Linked DNA regions of Mus musculus: region 1 is linked to region 2. Evidence: chromatin contacts called from public promoter capture Hi-C data. All regions are on one chromosome and are shown on one strand. The core of a region is the stretch at or near the end of the contact, and the rest is flanking DNA. Distances in the headings are between cores, read along the strand shown.

Region 1 (6,713 bases), core at 3,952-6,451, 350 kb after region 2:
GAAGCCTTCAGCCATTGAAAAAGGCCTCTCTGTAGTGTCCATGAGAGTAAATGGTATCCCCTACTACAGGGGTTTGTTTGCTGGTTTTCTAGAAGTGAGTCCCATGCCATAATAATGATAAGTAGCCAGTATGTGCTTGTATTCAGACTGTCTCTGATTCCTGGACAACAGGGGAATAGGGAAGGATTCATCCCTTTAGTTAAGGTGCATCCATTATATGGTAGGTGCCAATTGTAGCTGACTGTTTAGGTATAACCTTCCTCTGGGGAAGTGGGGGTGACTTGTACACTCTCTCAGACAGCCACAGTATGGCATCTGTTACTTCTTTACACCACATGGAAGAGGGGGGGGAGAGGGAGGGAGGAAGGGAGAGAGAGAGAGGGCGGGGGAGGGGGAGGGGGAGGAGAGGAGAGGAGAGGAGAGGACCTTTAAGTCTAGGTCCCAAACTACACCCATCAAGCCTGAGGCAGTACCAGGTGATAGGCCATCTTCAGAGAGATGAGTTGAGGAGAGTCTCTGTAGATCCACACAGGTCTGCTCATTTCTGACATAGCAGTACCTGGAAGTTAGTCTTCTGCTCATAAGAGATTATGGCCACTGGACCCGCAGTCACTCCAGAATGGCCAAAGGCAGTAGTCCAGGCCAAAAGCAAAGCCGCATTCCAAATAAGCCTTCAACAGGAAGGACTCAGACATTCAAACTCTTTATCCAACACCCAGACCACCCAACCTCTGGGTGACTTGAAGTACATTATTATCTGGCTAACTAGGATAGTGTAGCAATCCACTTCCTCTCTTCCTGGACTTGAGAGCTGGAGCCGGAAGCCTGAATACACATAGTGGCAGAGCCCTGGGATGAGGGTTTGTTGGGCAGTGGTGCCCCAAAGCCAGGCTGGGCACAGAGCCTAGCAAGTAGACATTGGTTCTGAGTATGATGACATCATACCTCTGGGTAGGTGCCAGTCCTCATTCGTCACTCTCTGTGGATCCAGGAGGTGGGGCAGGGAAAGAGATGCGTGGCTCTGGGTACTGAACTATTTGAGACCATCCCCTACCCATGAATGGAAAAGCCCCAACTTTCCCATCGTCTTCCAAGGCACAAGTAGAGCCAAATCCTCTGCTTCCTTCAATTTGCTCCTACACTCGACTCTGCAGTCTTATGTGCAGGAAAATAGTGTTGATGGAAGGTGAGACTGCAGATGTGCAGGGAGTGGCTGCTCGGAATGAGACGGACTGTGCCTTTAAGAATAGGGGAGGAGGGGCTGGTGAGATCGCTCAGTGGGTAAGAGCACCTGACTGCTCTTCCGAAGGTCGGAAGTTCAAATCCCAGCAACCACATGGTGGCTCACAACCATCTGTAACAAGATCTGACGCCTTCTTCTGGAGTGTCTGAAGACAGCTACAGTGTACTTACATAAAATAAATAAATAAATCTTAAAAAAAAAAAAAAAAAAAAAAAAAAGAATAGGGGAGGAGCCGGGCGGTGGTGGCGGTGCACACCTTTAATCCCAGCACTTGGGAGGCAGAGGCAGGCTGATTTCTGAGTTCGAGGTCAGCCTGGTCTACATAGTGAGCTCCAGGACAGCCAGGGCTATACAGAGAAACCCTGTCTTGAAAAACCAGAAAAAAAAAAAAAAAGAAAAGAAAAAAAAAAAAGAATAGGGGAGGGGTCTGCAGGTGAAGATATTCCTGGCATGGACCCAGCAATGCTGCTGACTGAGGGCCCTCCTGGCGGGAACAGGAGCTTGAACTGACCTCAGACCCAGAGGCAGCTCAAACTCTGTTGAGAAGGGGAAGCAGATTCCCCGGGAAGGGTCTGAGTGCTCAGTTCACTCCTATCCATAAGCATCCCACTGAAGGAAATGAGACAAAATGGCCAGTTCTACGGCGCAGTGGTGGCGCACGCCTTTAATCCCAGCACTTGGGAAGCGGAGGCAGGCGGATCTCTGAGTTCGAGGCCAGCCTGGTCTACAGAGTGAGTTCCAGGACAGCCAGGGCTACACAGAGAAACCCTGTCTCAAACAAACAAACAAACAAACAAACAAACAAAGGTGTTTGCTATACACAGGTTGAAAATGATCATAGGAAGGGCCAACTTTTATAAACCTTCAAGTTTATTATACATTTTTAAAAGTTCCAGTCAGTTCCAGGAGAGAACTGACTGTATAGTCATGCAATACACATGTGCACACACACAATAAATAATGGGGGCATACTGTCCAGAGAGTGTGCTTGCACGGCATGTGTGAGGCTGGAGCTTCTGCCTTTAGGACTGTGAGTAGGCAAATGAATAACACTTGCAGAGCTTCTCTCAGAGATAATTCCTGGAACTGACCTTTTAAGTTCTAAATGAGGAAACTGAGGCCCAAAGAGGTTTATTGATGTGGACTAATTAGGCAGTTACTAAGTGCTATGTTCTGAGATTCAGATCTTGGTCTTCTAGCTCCAAGTCTGAAATCTCTGTTGTTTCTCAGTGTGAGCTATCCCATGGGACCTCTAGAGACACTGTTCTCTGACAATAGTCCAAAATGGTAAGGTGAGCTAAGCCCACCCCCACCTTTTATTTGTAGGTTGGTCCAAACACCCTGTCAGGAAAGAAGGGGAAGTCTGTGAGACGTACTGTGAGGCTACAGGTTGCTTCAGAACCAGATGAAGACGCAGCAGCGTCAGGAGTGATGTGTACATGAGGCCGTGTAAGATCCCAGTCCAGGCAGACCAGGGAGCCCAGGGAGCCACATCTCTGCACTTGTGCCCTTGGAGCTTTAGTTAGCTATGGATCATTTAGGTGGGGGAAGCATGACTGTCCTTTCCTCTCCATCCCTATGGCCACAAGGGGGGGACCTTCTATCTGGCAGCTAGGGGCCCTGAGGGAATCTGAGGCTGGGCAAAGGGCCCAGCATGTCAGTTCCCATCACAGCCACACAGTCCAGCATGAGTCACCACACACTCAGCCAGGTGAGTCATGCAGGTCGGACACTCTGAGGACAAGAGGTGGATGGGCACAGGATGCTATCGAGGGGCCAGAGAGGAGTAGGAGTCCACCTTCTGGCCAGTCATGCGGCTTCTAATGCTAACATACAGCTATTCTACTAACAAGACCTCTGGCCTACCTACCCTTCAGCCCCCCTCTTTCCCCTCAGCCCTCTGCCGAATATGGGTTCTTTATCTAAGCATAGGCAAGCCTTGTTTATTACCTGACCGCCCACTGCAATGCTCTGATGCTCTGATGCTCAGAGGCCTGCTGAGGCTTCCTTGAACTAGCACTTTGCTCCTCATGCTGTGGCTTCTGTATGCATATGAAAAAACTTCAGATTTGCCTGAAAAGTTGGCCACGGAGGAACCTAAGATGTGCTTCAAAGCAAACGACCTCAGAGTAGCCCCAGTCATAACAATGAGTAGCCAGCAAAAGGAAGGGTGGAACAGATACAAAGAGGCACTGGAGGCGCTCTGTGAAGCTGCTACTTCATCGCTGACAGAGTAAAAAAGCCGCAGGTAGTGTACTGAGAATATGTTTGTAAGAAAAGCCAAACAATGATGTAAGCTAAGCTTAGGAGAGTGGCCATCTAGCCAGCCGTAGTGGTTTACATTTGTAATTTCAGCATTCAGGGGGCTGAGAAGAGACAGCTGCAAGTTTAAGGCCAGTCTGGCTACAATGTGAATTCTAGGTCAGCCCAGGGTTGTGTGACTCTTGTCTTAAAAATGAAATAAAAACTGGAATATATGAATTGAAAGAGAGGGATCCAACAGAGTTCCAAAGCTGATTACTGAAGGATTCCCTTTTAATATGATTTAAACTTTAGATATATGACTGTTTTATACACTTCACAATAAACATTATGTATAAAAATGGAGTAAGTTACTTCAGCACTTGTTAGGTGTGTCATTTAATGTGGACTCATTCCTGCTAACAGACCTTTGGAGGCGCCTATGCATGGAGACAATGTGCTCAGCACACTATAAAGTATAAGAGGAAAGCATTTAATTTCCCAAGGTGGGGTCTCTTGGGGGCAATGCTTTTTAAGAATGGACTACTTAGGCTAGGCAGTGGTGGCACATCCCTTTAATCCCAGCACTTAGGAAGGAGAGACAGGTGGATCTCTAAGTTGAAGGCCACCCTGGCACACAGATTTTCATGACAGCCAGGACCATACAGAGAAGTCCTGCCTTGAAAAACAAAAACAGAAACTATCACCTAATTTCTTGAGGACTTTAAGTCTTGCTCGACAGACTGTGCATCTCTCTCTTTTAGATTTATTGTTATCATTTTAAACTGTGTGTGTTTGTGCAAGTGAGTGCAGATGCCCCAAGTGGTTGGAGGTGACAGAGCTCTCTGGAGCTGGTGCTACAGGTGGCTCTGAGCTACATGACATAGTGTAGAATCCTCTACAGAGCAGTATGCGCTGTTAACCTCTGAGCCACGTCTCTATTTCGTCTCCCCTCCAGCATGGGTCTCAGAAACAGCTCACCCTCCAAAACAGACATAATAGTTCAGGAGAAGGGAAACACTTCCGGGGGGGGGGGGCTAAACTGGAGGAGGTAGGTGGTGTCGTGATATGGGCCTCCTCCTCCACCTCAAATCAGCTGCTCTAATTATACTCTGGTCCCAGAGTGACACTCACCAGCTGTCAGAACCTGGACTTTCCACGGATGTGCTGCCAGGGCTCTCTGGTATGCTCGCCAGAGTGCCATGCTCCCTGTCAAACCAAGAGGATAAGTCACTCCCATTGCCCCTCACAGTAAAGAACATGCCTGCCATTTCCTTATGCTCACTCTCCTTACTTCCAAACTCTGCAAGTGACAGAGGCCTCAGAAAGCTTGCTTACTGGGCCGTGCCCCTGCCTTGTGGTCACTATTCATCTGGAAAGGAAGCAGTTTTGAGTAACCTGGTCCTGGTCCTGAAGCAAGGCATCCAGTCCTGATTAAGACACTCATGAAATTAGACTTACTCTGGCTTCCATCCAGAGTCTGGGTTCCATCCCCCAAGTAAACACGATAGGTCCCCAGATTCAGTTGGAATCTCCTTTATAAGAGTAACTACACACCAGAAATAAACCAAGACCTGGATCTGTAAGGTCACATGACCTGCAAGAACTCTCAACCCACAGTGCTTCAAGTCTCTGAATGCCAAGAACCTCCGCTCACCTGAGTGCCAGCTCTGCGCAGAACCTTCTCTCACGTGACCGAAGCTGGTCCAGGGACTTCCGTATCGAGCACCGCCTCTTCCGTCTGCCTGCGGGCCGGGCTGTTGTTTGGACACAAGCAGTCCAGGAGGAATGCAGGTGGGTGGGGCCTTTGATACCCCTTGCGAGGCGGCTCAGCCGACCACTTAAGGGGAGTGGGCAGCCCCCTTCTCGTGGACTGCACCAAACATCGGTGTAGGACAGTCTGTGCTTCCCTGTAACTCGGCTGCCCCCACCCCCCACCCTCGTTCTCCCCAGACTATCAGGCCAGACTGTCAGTCTCCCGGAGGTAGTCAGGTCTAGACGCCCTTCTCAGTTTGGAAACTTGAATGCTGAAGTAGTGCAGGTATACCCAAGCTCCCAAGTGAGCAGAACTCAGACTTGTTCTATTTTTTTTCCTTGTTCTTTATACCAAATTTTTAAGTTTTGTCTGAAAAATCTTTCTGGACAAGCAGTCAACTTTCAGAACCACTGGCTTAGCAGAACCTGAGAACGCCCGTGCTAGCTGTCTTAAGTTTGGTCATGAATTTTGTAAAATGACCCTGTCTTGCAATCAGGGCTCCTTGAATTCTAGGGCTGTACAAGAGGCAACTCAATGGAGGGTTTGTTTTGCTTTATGGGTTTCTAGAGTCATGCTTTGTTTGTTGTTTTTCCAAGACAAGGTTTCTCTGTGTAGCCCTGGCTGTCTTGGAACACACTCTGTAGACCAGGCTGGCCTCCAACTCAGAAATCCACCTGCCTTAGCCTCCCAAGTGCTGGGATTAAAGGAGTGCGCCACCACACCCGGCTTCTAGTCATGTTAAGCAAAGAGGCATAAAACTATATTTAAAAAAAAAAAAACATTTTAGGAATCTTAATCTCCCTCTAGTTTTAACACCCAACTCCCTGCAAATCCCTTCCTGAGGTAGGTAAAGATGTATACGTCTCCAAGCCTTGAAAAAGGTCAACTTATTTGATGTCTGTCCACCCCCAGCTCAGTTAGTCAGTTCCTGTATGATTAATGAAGGATGGATTCTATTAGAGAGAGTAAGAATTCAGGGGAATTAGATTCTTGTGTACAGAACATGCTAAAAGAATTTCACTAGTAGACATAATAAGGGAGTCCAAATGTGCAAGATTGGAAGGTGTTTTTAAGCGATATGGATTCAAGCCTTATTCAGATTGCTTAACCTCTCAGAACCTAATTGTCATTACATAAAATAGTACCTACCCCATGGAGCTCAGGGGTATATGAAAAGCACCCCAAACCGAGAAAATGCTTAATATCATTTATCTATCCTCCCTTCTCTCCCACTAGAGAAATATAAAAGTCCCTTAGTGAGGTTTGACCTGGGAGTTTCTGGAGGGGAGAAGATACCAGGAGGGAAGTGAGCCCAGGATCTTGCACACACACTAAGTCCATGCTCTTCCATTGAGCTACATCCCAGCCGAGATGAGATCTTGAAGGACACATAGGTTTAGGTGTTGGTGTCAAAGGCAACAGAATAAGCTAAGGCACACAGGAAGAAGAGCAAGAACCAAGAACAGCTACACT
Region 2 (6,688 bases), core at 1,411-3,910:
GTCCTCATAGACTATTATAGTCTCAACAATCATTAAAAATTAAGTCTTTTCTGAGATTCATGCAATCTCCGAACTGTAATCCCCTAGAATATGAAAAATTTTTTAAAAAAAATACATACTTCCAACAAATCATCACAGGATATACATCACCGTTCCAAAACATAGGGAAGGGAGAACAGTAAGGAAAGACTGGACCATAGCAGGACTGAAAACCAGCTGGGCAAACTCCAGACTCTGCATCTCCATGTCTGATGGCAAAATGCTCTTCAGATCTCCAACTCCTTCCAGCTCTGTTGGCTGTAACACGAGTCTTTCTCTCCGGCTGGTTCTACTTCCCTGGTAGCTGCTTTCCTCAGCAGGCAGCCCACAGCTCTGGCATCTCAAACCTCTTGTGGTCTCCAAGGCCATCGAAAGTATGCCTTCACAGCTTTGTGCAATGGGCTCTCTGGGATACATTTGGCTTCAGCAACTTTCCTTAATCACAGAGGGGGATCTCGACTCTAAAGCCAGAACCATAGGGCCAAAGCTGCCAAGGTCTGCTGCTTGCTGCAGCTGGAACATGGCCCCCCTTGCTCAATCACATCTTCACCAGATGTCTGTTTTTGATGGTTTCCTTCACTACCTAAGCTTGACTGTCAACAGAACTTGCTCTGTAGACCAGGCTGGCCTTGAACTCAGAGATCTGCATGCCTCTGTCTCTTAAGAATTGGGATTAGTCATCCCATATTCTCAGTGTCTTTGAAGGGCCTTTGACTGCTTACTTGCTTTCTAGAACCCTACTGTTGAGTATGGCAACTAGACCTCAAAAGCCATTGACTGTTAGGGGAGATTACCTAGTTAAGCTCACACTAAAATGAGTGAAGCACAAGCTATAGTCACAGCATTTGGAAAGTTGAGGCAGGGGGATCACGAGTGTGAGGCCAGCCTAGGTCAGATATACACAGACCCTGTCTCAGAGTGAGTGCATTGTTAATTTTAGTACTGTGGGGTACCTTGTGATGATTTCTTTTTTCTTTTCTTTTTCTTTTTTTTTTTTTTCTTTCTTTTTTTTTTTTTTTTTTTTGGTAAAGATTTATTTATTTTATGCCTATGAGTACACTGTAGAGGTCTTCATACACACCAGAAGAGGGCACCGTATCTATTACAGATGGTTGTGAGCCACCATGTGGTTGCAGGGAATTGAACTCCAGGACTTCTGGAAGAGCAGTTAGTGCTCTCCACCACTGAGCCATCTCTCCAGCCCTTGTGGAGATTTCTTAACCCTCAGAGATACAACCCTAATGAGGAAATTCTAGATGGTGGAGAAAATCAGGAGAGCACTCTGGGGAACAAAGCAGGTTTCCACTAATCTATGCTAAATACAGGGAGTGGAGGGGGAAGACACAAGCTTTAGTCCCAGCACTCAGAAGGCAAGGGCAGGCTGGGCTACAGAGCGAGACCCTGTCTCAAAAACAAAATGGAGAGAAGGCACAGTCACATATGACAGACAGACCGTTGCATGGTCCGAGGCGTGTACAGGTGCGTACTTGGGAAGACCCTGGGAATGTTAATACATGTGCGGCTGAAAAAGAACCACAGTTTTGGACTTGAAAACTAGGATCAGACAGGAGAACCAGCATTAGAACTGTGCACCATCAGCCTTGATTTCTAGGAATTACAGGTTGTCTCACATTCGGGCACAAGTGGCTTTAGGAACTGTGGAAGGGGCTCATGGGAACCCTAGGTGTGAAGAAGAAACCACGATACTGAGAAGGGTAGACACTATCATCCAATTGATTTTTTTTTAAGTTATTTTATTTTGAGACAGGATTTCACTAGGCAGCCCTGGCTAGCCTGGAACTATGTAGATCAGGCTGGCCTCGACCTCACAGGGATTAAAGGCATGCACCACTCCACCTGACAATGGAAGCTATTACAAAACATTGCCAGCAAGCTACATATTGAGCTTACCACGCCGTAAAAGTTCGCTGTAAAGCCACCTCGCTCTTCTCAGTGTCTGCTTTACAGTGAGATCTGTTTCCTGGATGAGCACTGTTTCCTGCTAAGTCACATGAATGCATTGGAAATTTCCTTGATATGCGATTTTTTTTCACTTTTTTTTTTTATTAAAAGGAAACCGTTTGTTTTAGATGTGATTTCCTTATGTAATTTCTGAATGGACAAACAACATGGTTATAGGAACTCAAGCTCTCCAAGGCCCTCTGGGGGCAACTCCCCGGAAATCTAAGCTCACCCAACTGAAAAGTTCCCAACAGCTCTGTGTGCTTTGGTGACATCTTCTAACCAGTGCCTCCGTGTTGCTGGAATTCTTCATTGCAAACTGGTTTGAGTGTTGCAGATTGGGGGCCCTGGAGTGCTCCCCACCCCCGCAGCACCAGATTGCCATATTTCCAGGCACTGAGGAGTCAACATCACAAACAGACTTTTGGGAAAGGCTTTGACACCTTCATGACTGGGGAACTGAAACTACTGGGAAAGGATTGACCGGGTTTTGAGTGTTTTGAGTCCCAAGGACGACACTTCAGTAATGCTGCCTTAATGCCATGGCAGTGATCATCAGAATTCCTGGTGGCTCCTAAGAGGAACTTGAGGCCCGCTCTAGTCATCTTAGTCTGTTGCCATGTGGGGGCTGCTGTTGATCAACAGCCAGGTCTCCAGAGTAAACTATCTGCGACGTGGCCCAAGGAGTGGCTTTCTGCAGATTGCTCTGTGATTTCTCCCTGCTGTCTGCACTGTGGTTGCGAAACTCCTGGGAATTGGTAGCGGGGGCATAAAAGAATGCTGCCTTCCATTCTGTTTCTCAGATACTGCTTTCATCTGTCATCGTGTTTAGGAAAACTGGTATCCCAATTCCAATCTATAATCAAAGCCAATACTTTGGGGATTAATGGTTTAACCTAAGTGAGCAAAGTGGGGCTCCCTTCTAGACTGGAGGTCTGAAGTTGTTCATGGAGCCCAGTGGCTCTCAGCCAGGGGCAGTTTTGTCCTCTAGGAGACAAGAGTAGGAAATCTTTGGACATTCTTTTGGCTGTCACAACGTAGCAGACTAGCACTACTTGAATCTATTGGATAGAGTTCCAGGACCCTGCCAAGCCATCTACTCGGGATGCATTCGGGGGAGCCACTGCAACAAGGAATTCTTCCACACAAAATGTCAACAGCGATGAGATGTGGAGATATCTGAGAACACAGCTTGATAAATCTGTGTGAAGCTTAAAGATGGAATGGGATCGTTGCTTTAGAAAATTGTATAAGGAAGTTTTAAGGAGGGAGGCAGAGCTAAGTTTATGATGCAATTCTGTGTGGCAAGACATTCAGGATGCAAAACATCACGCACAGGGTTGGACCTCAGCATCCCAGGATCAGTCAAAGGCAGGACCCCAAGGAGTCTTACCACGTGCTTCCCATGGCTTCACCTGTCAATCCAATGCCACCGAGATCAGGAACTGTGTTGTACCAGGTCCTGCTTGGCCACTGTGAAATGCTCCAGGAAACAGATGGCCACTTGTAGATCTGACTGAAGTTCAAAATGCAGACAGAGGGGCCACAGCAAGTAGAAGCCTAATCACTGTTACACTTCAATTCTTTAATTATCAAATATATAGCCTTTCTGTTATACCTGGGTGTAAACTAAGCCCCTCTCCAGGAAATATCTTGTGGTGGGTGGAGAAACGGACCATTTTAAAACTCAAGGAAGGGTACTTGCAAAAGGAAGTGGGCATTGTGGCTAAAAGGAAATTCAGAAAGAGTCTGGGAATGGTTGTTGACACACTACATCTGATGGGTCAGGTATTCAATGATGTAGTCCAGTCTTAACCTGTTTCCATGACATCGTTCTCTCAAATGTCTGCGTGTAAGTTATACAAACAACCTGCCAGATCTAAGTTCACAACTTGATAAATCTGTACTAAACCAATGTACAGCTGGAGACAGAACACTGCCAGGGCCTGGGAAATCAGCTCTGTGACTCTCCTGTCGTATCAGTGCCCCCACCCCATGGATAATAACTATGTCCCCGAAAAATGAGCATTGTCTTGAGTTGAACACTAATTCATGGACTCACACAAGGCATACACTTTGTCTTGTCTCTGTCTCTCAACAGTAAGTTTTTAAGATATAATACACACATCTTCTTGTCTGTTATGTGCAAGACTGTCTACCATGGAGGGAGAACTTTTTCAGCAATGTGTGCACACACGGGACCTTACATACAGCGTAGAAGCACATATCTGTGTGAAGGGTGCATGCAAGGTCCTTTCCTTCTGGTGTAGAATGAGACTTGTCCAATTCAAAAGTGAAATTAAGAAAGCAATTCCAGTCAGAGTAGCATCAAAAAGAAGAAGGTGAGGGCTGGAAAGATGACCCAGTGGCACTGGCTTCTCTCAGAGAGGACCCAGATTCAGTCCCCAGCCCCAGTGGGGCAGCTTGAAACCACATGGGACAGCAGGTTGAGGGAATATGACACCCTACAATGGTTGCCTACAGATATGCACATACAGTTGTGCACACATACAGGTAAAGTAAATATTTTTAAACTTATAAACTATAAAGTGTTTATTGATACAGGTACAATTGTGCTCTGAAACACATGGAACTGTTGGAAATGTTTAAAAAACCTAAATAAATGAAAGAGAATTCCATGGTCATGAATCAGATGACTTCATATCATTAAGGTGGCCATAGTCCCTCAAATGGAGCCATAGATTCTGCATAACCCGCAGCAGAATTCCAGCTGTAAAGGTGGAGAGCTGGCTTTAAAATTCATGTGGAACAACAGAGGACTCAGAAGAGTAAAGTCAGGAAAACCTTAAGGAGCTGGTGAAACCATCATGAATCTAGTCATGAAGACGGAGCCCCAGACAGCTCAACACCTCTCAGTAGGCCTCCCTCTCAAATATCCCTCCACACCCACCCCTCCAACCAACTCAACAGACTTTGGGAAACACACTCAGACCTTATCCAAACCCCGAAAACACATGGCAGGCATGAAGATAAGGGAGCACACACACACACACACACACACACACACACACACGTACACGCACATGCAGTCCCCTGCAGCTAGCAGTCTGCTAAAACAATGGCCTCTAAGGAGCATATGTTTCCCTGACCAGTCTCATGCTGGGGAAGTTAAAGCTGGAGACCTTTACATCACCCAGAGGGGGACTTGTCTTCTGGAAGGAGTCTGCACTATGCTGGCATTGACTCAGGACAGACTGAGAGCCAACGGCAGCAGTCAGCATTGGGTCAGTGAGGGCCAGAGCCACATCTTGTCCAGAAATGTGCAGTGAAGCACACCTCTTGCTCTCTACTTAACCTCATGTCAGTACTCAGACCATGGGCTTGGGCATACCATTGACCCTCCTTACCGGTTCTCCCAAGGGACATGCAGTATGAATCTTTTTCTGTCTGTTACTATTATTTGCCTGTGCAGGATGGTGGCCCAGCCTTGCTTGTTAGAGCTGCAAAGGCCCAGACTCTGACCCTAACAATAGCAATTTCAAGATAATTCAGTGGAGAAAAAGTTAAAACCAGTATTCTCAACAAATTGTGTTTAGACACATAGATATCCACATGCAAAACAAATTGGAATTGGAATTTGCCTCACAATCTGGAAAACGCATCCAAAATGGGTCAAAAATGTAAATCTAAGAGCTAGAGCTACAAATTTTTAGAAAAAAAAAAAAAGCATCAAGGTACATTTTTAGAGCTTTGATTAAGTATTGGATCCATACATATGATATCGAAAGCACACACATTACACACACACACACACACACACACACACACACACACACACACACATAATATCAAAAAGGGAGAAATGAGAGTCGAGGAGAATCTTCATGCCTTGGAGAATGGAAAGATCGACTGGAGAAGCAGAGGATTCTGGGAGAGGAAAGCACTCCAAGTTAACCTCCTTTGGCATGCCTTCATCCTTAGCTACAGCAGCAGCTGCCAGAAAGGTGTGTCTTCCCTTGCGCCATCCCTGTCCATCCTTAGCCAGACCCTCCTGGTCTACCAGGGCTTTTCCAGGTTGAGTAGGGTGGACTCCATTCATAGCACTACCCAGAATGACCACCAGATGGCGACGTAAACTCATCAGTGACTACATTGGCCTAAGCCACACACAGGCCACCATGAAGTGACCAGGTAAGACTCAAGGAAAAACAACATGTTTCTATGCTTGGCCCTGAACCCCAGAATGGCTTAAAGCAAGCAACCAGCACATGGATGAGGGACCACAGTCATTTTTCTCATAACTGGAACTCTCTTATGAGAGTTGAGTCTTTCACACTAATCTTCAAATAAATAAAACAGGACAGCCACTTAAATTTAAACTTCACATATAAATAACTATGTCAAAAAAAGTGTTTGTGGTATACTATGCTAAAAAGAAAAGAAGGACCAGAAATCCGCATTCAATAAAGATGTTATATATTCATGTAGCAGTTTATGTCTGGCAGGCTTACTGATCCTTCCACCATCCATTTAATAATTGCCCATATATCACGTCCTAGACCTGCATTAGCTAGTCCAAAAGTGAGCCAAGGACAGTGCCTATATCTAGAAGTGAGTTGAGGAAAAGACACCTTGACAAATGGTGGCAGTCAGAAGGCACGGCACGCATGGGACAGAGGGGGTGTGGATTGGACGCAGGCTGTAGTTCAGAACCCACTTCTTTGCA

Evidence for each region. Promoter capture Hi-C pulls out the DNA fragments that hold promoters and counts their contacts.
Region 1: a contact with region 2 is called in a promoter capture Hi-C map of the 3T3-L1 cell line, with 2.6 times the contacts expected there. The contact joins the promoter of Mpv17 here to the enhancer-like site in region 2. A contact is called at or near these places in 19 of 39 promoter capture datasets (the 3T3-L1 cell line, the C10 cell line, the HPC-7 cell line and 11 more), 1 of 484 Hi-C or Micro-C datasets (nephron progenitors), 2 of 115 datasets of contacts at active chromatin or transcription factors (embryonic stem cells and pancreatic cancer cells) and 1 of 9 other capture datasets (adipose tissue).

What each region holds. Positions count from the first base shown.
Region 1 is chr5:31,149,050-31,155,762 of GRCm38.p6, forward strand. Mpv17 (MpV17 mitochondrial inner membrane protein) reads right to left here and starts at 5,202. Exons shown (of 8, transcript NM_008622.6): 1 at 5,142-5,202; 2 at 4,619-4,693. The coding sequence starts at 4,688.
Region 2 is chr5:30,800,226-30,806,913 of GRCm38.p6, forward strand. The region is part of intron 1 of Gm46907 (a long non-coding RNA gene); the gene reads right to left. Among named protein-coding and RNA genes, the nearest start is that of Gm46907, 11 kb to the right of the region's middle. Within about 2 kb of position 2,661, at least 3 of the 459 cell types and tissues checked have an H3K27ac peak or open chromatin away from gene starts, as enhancers often do.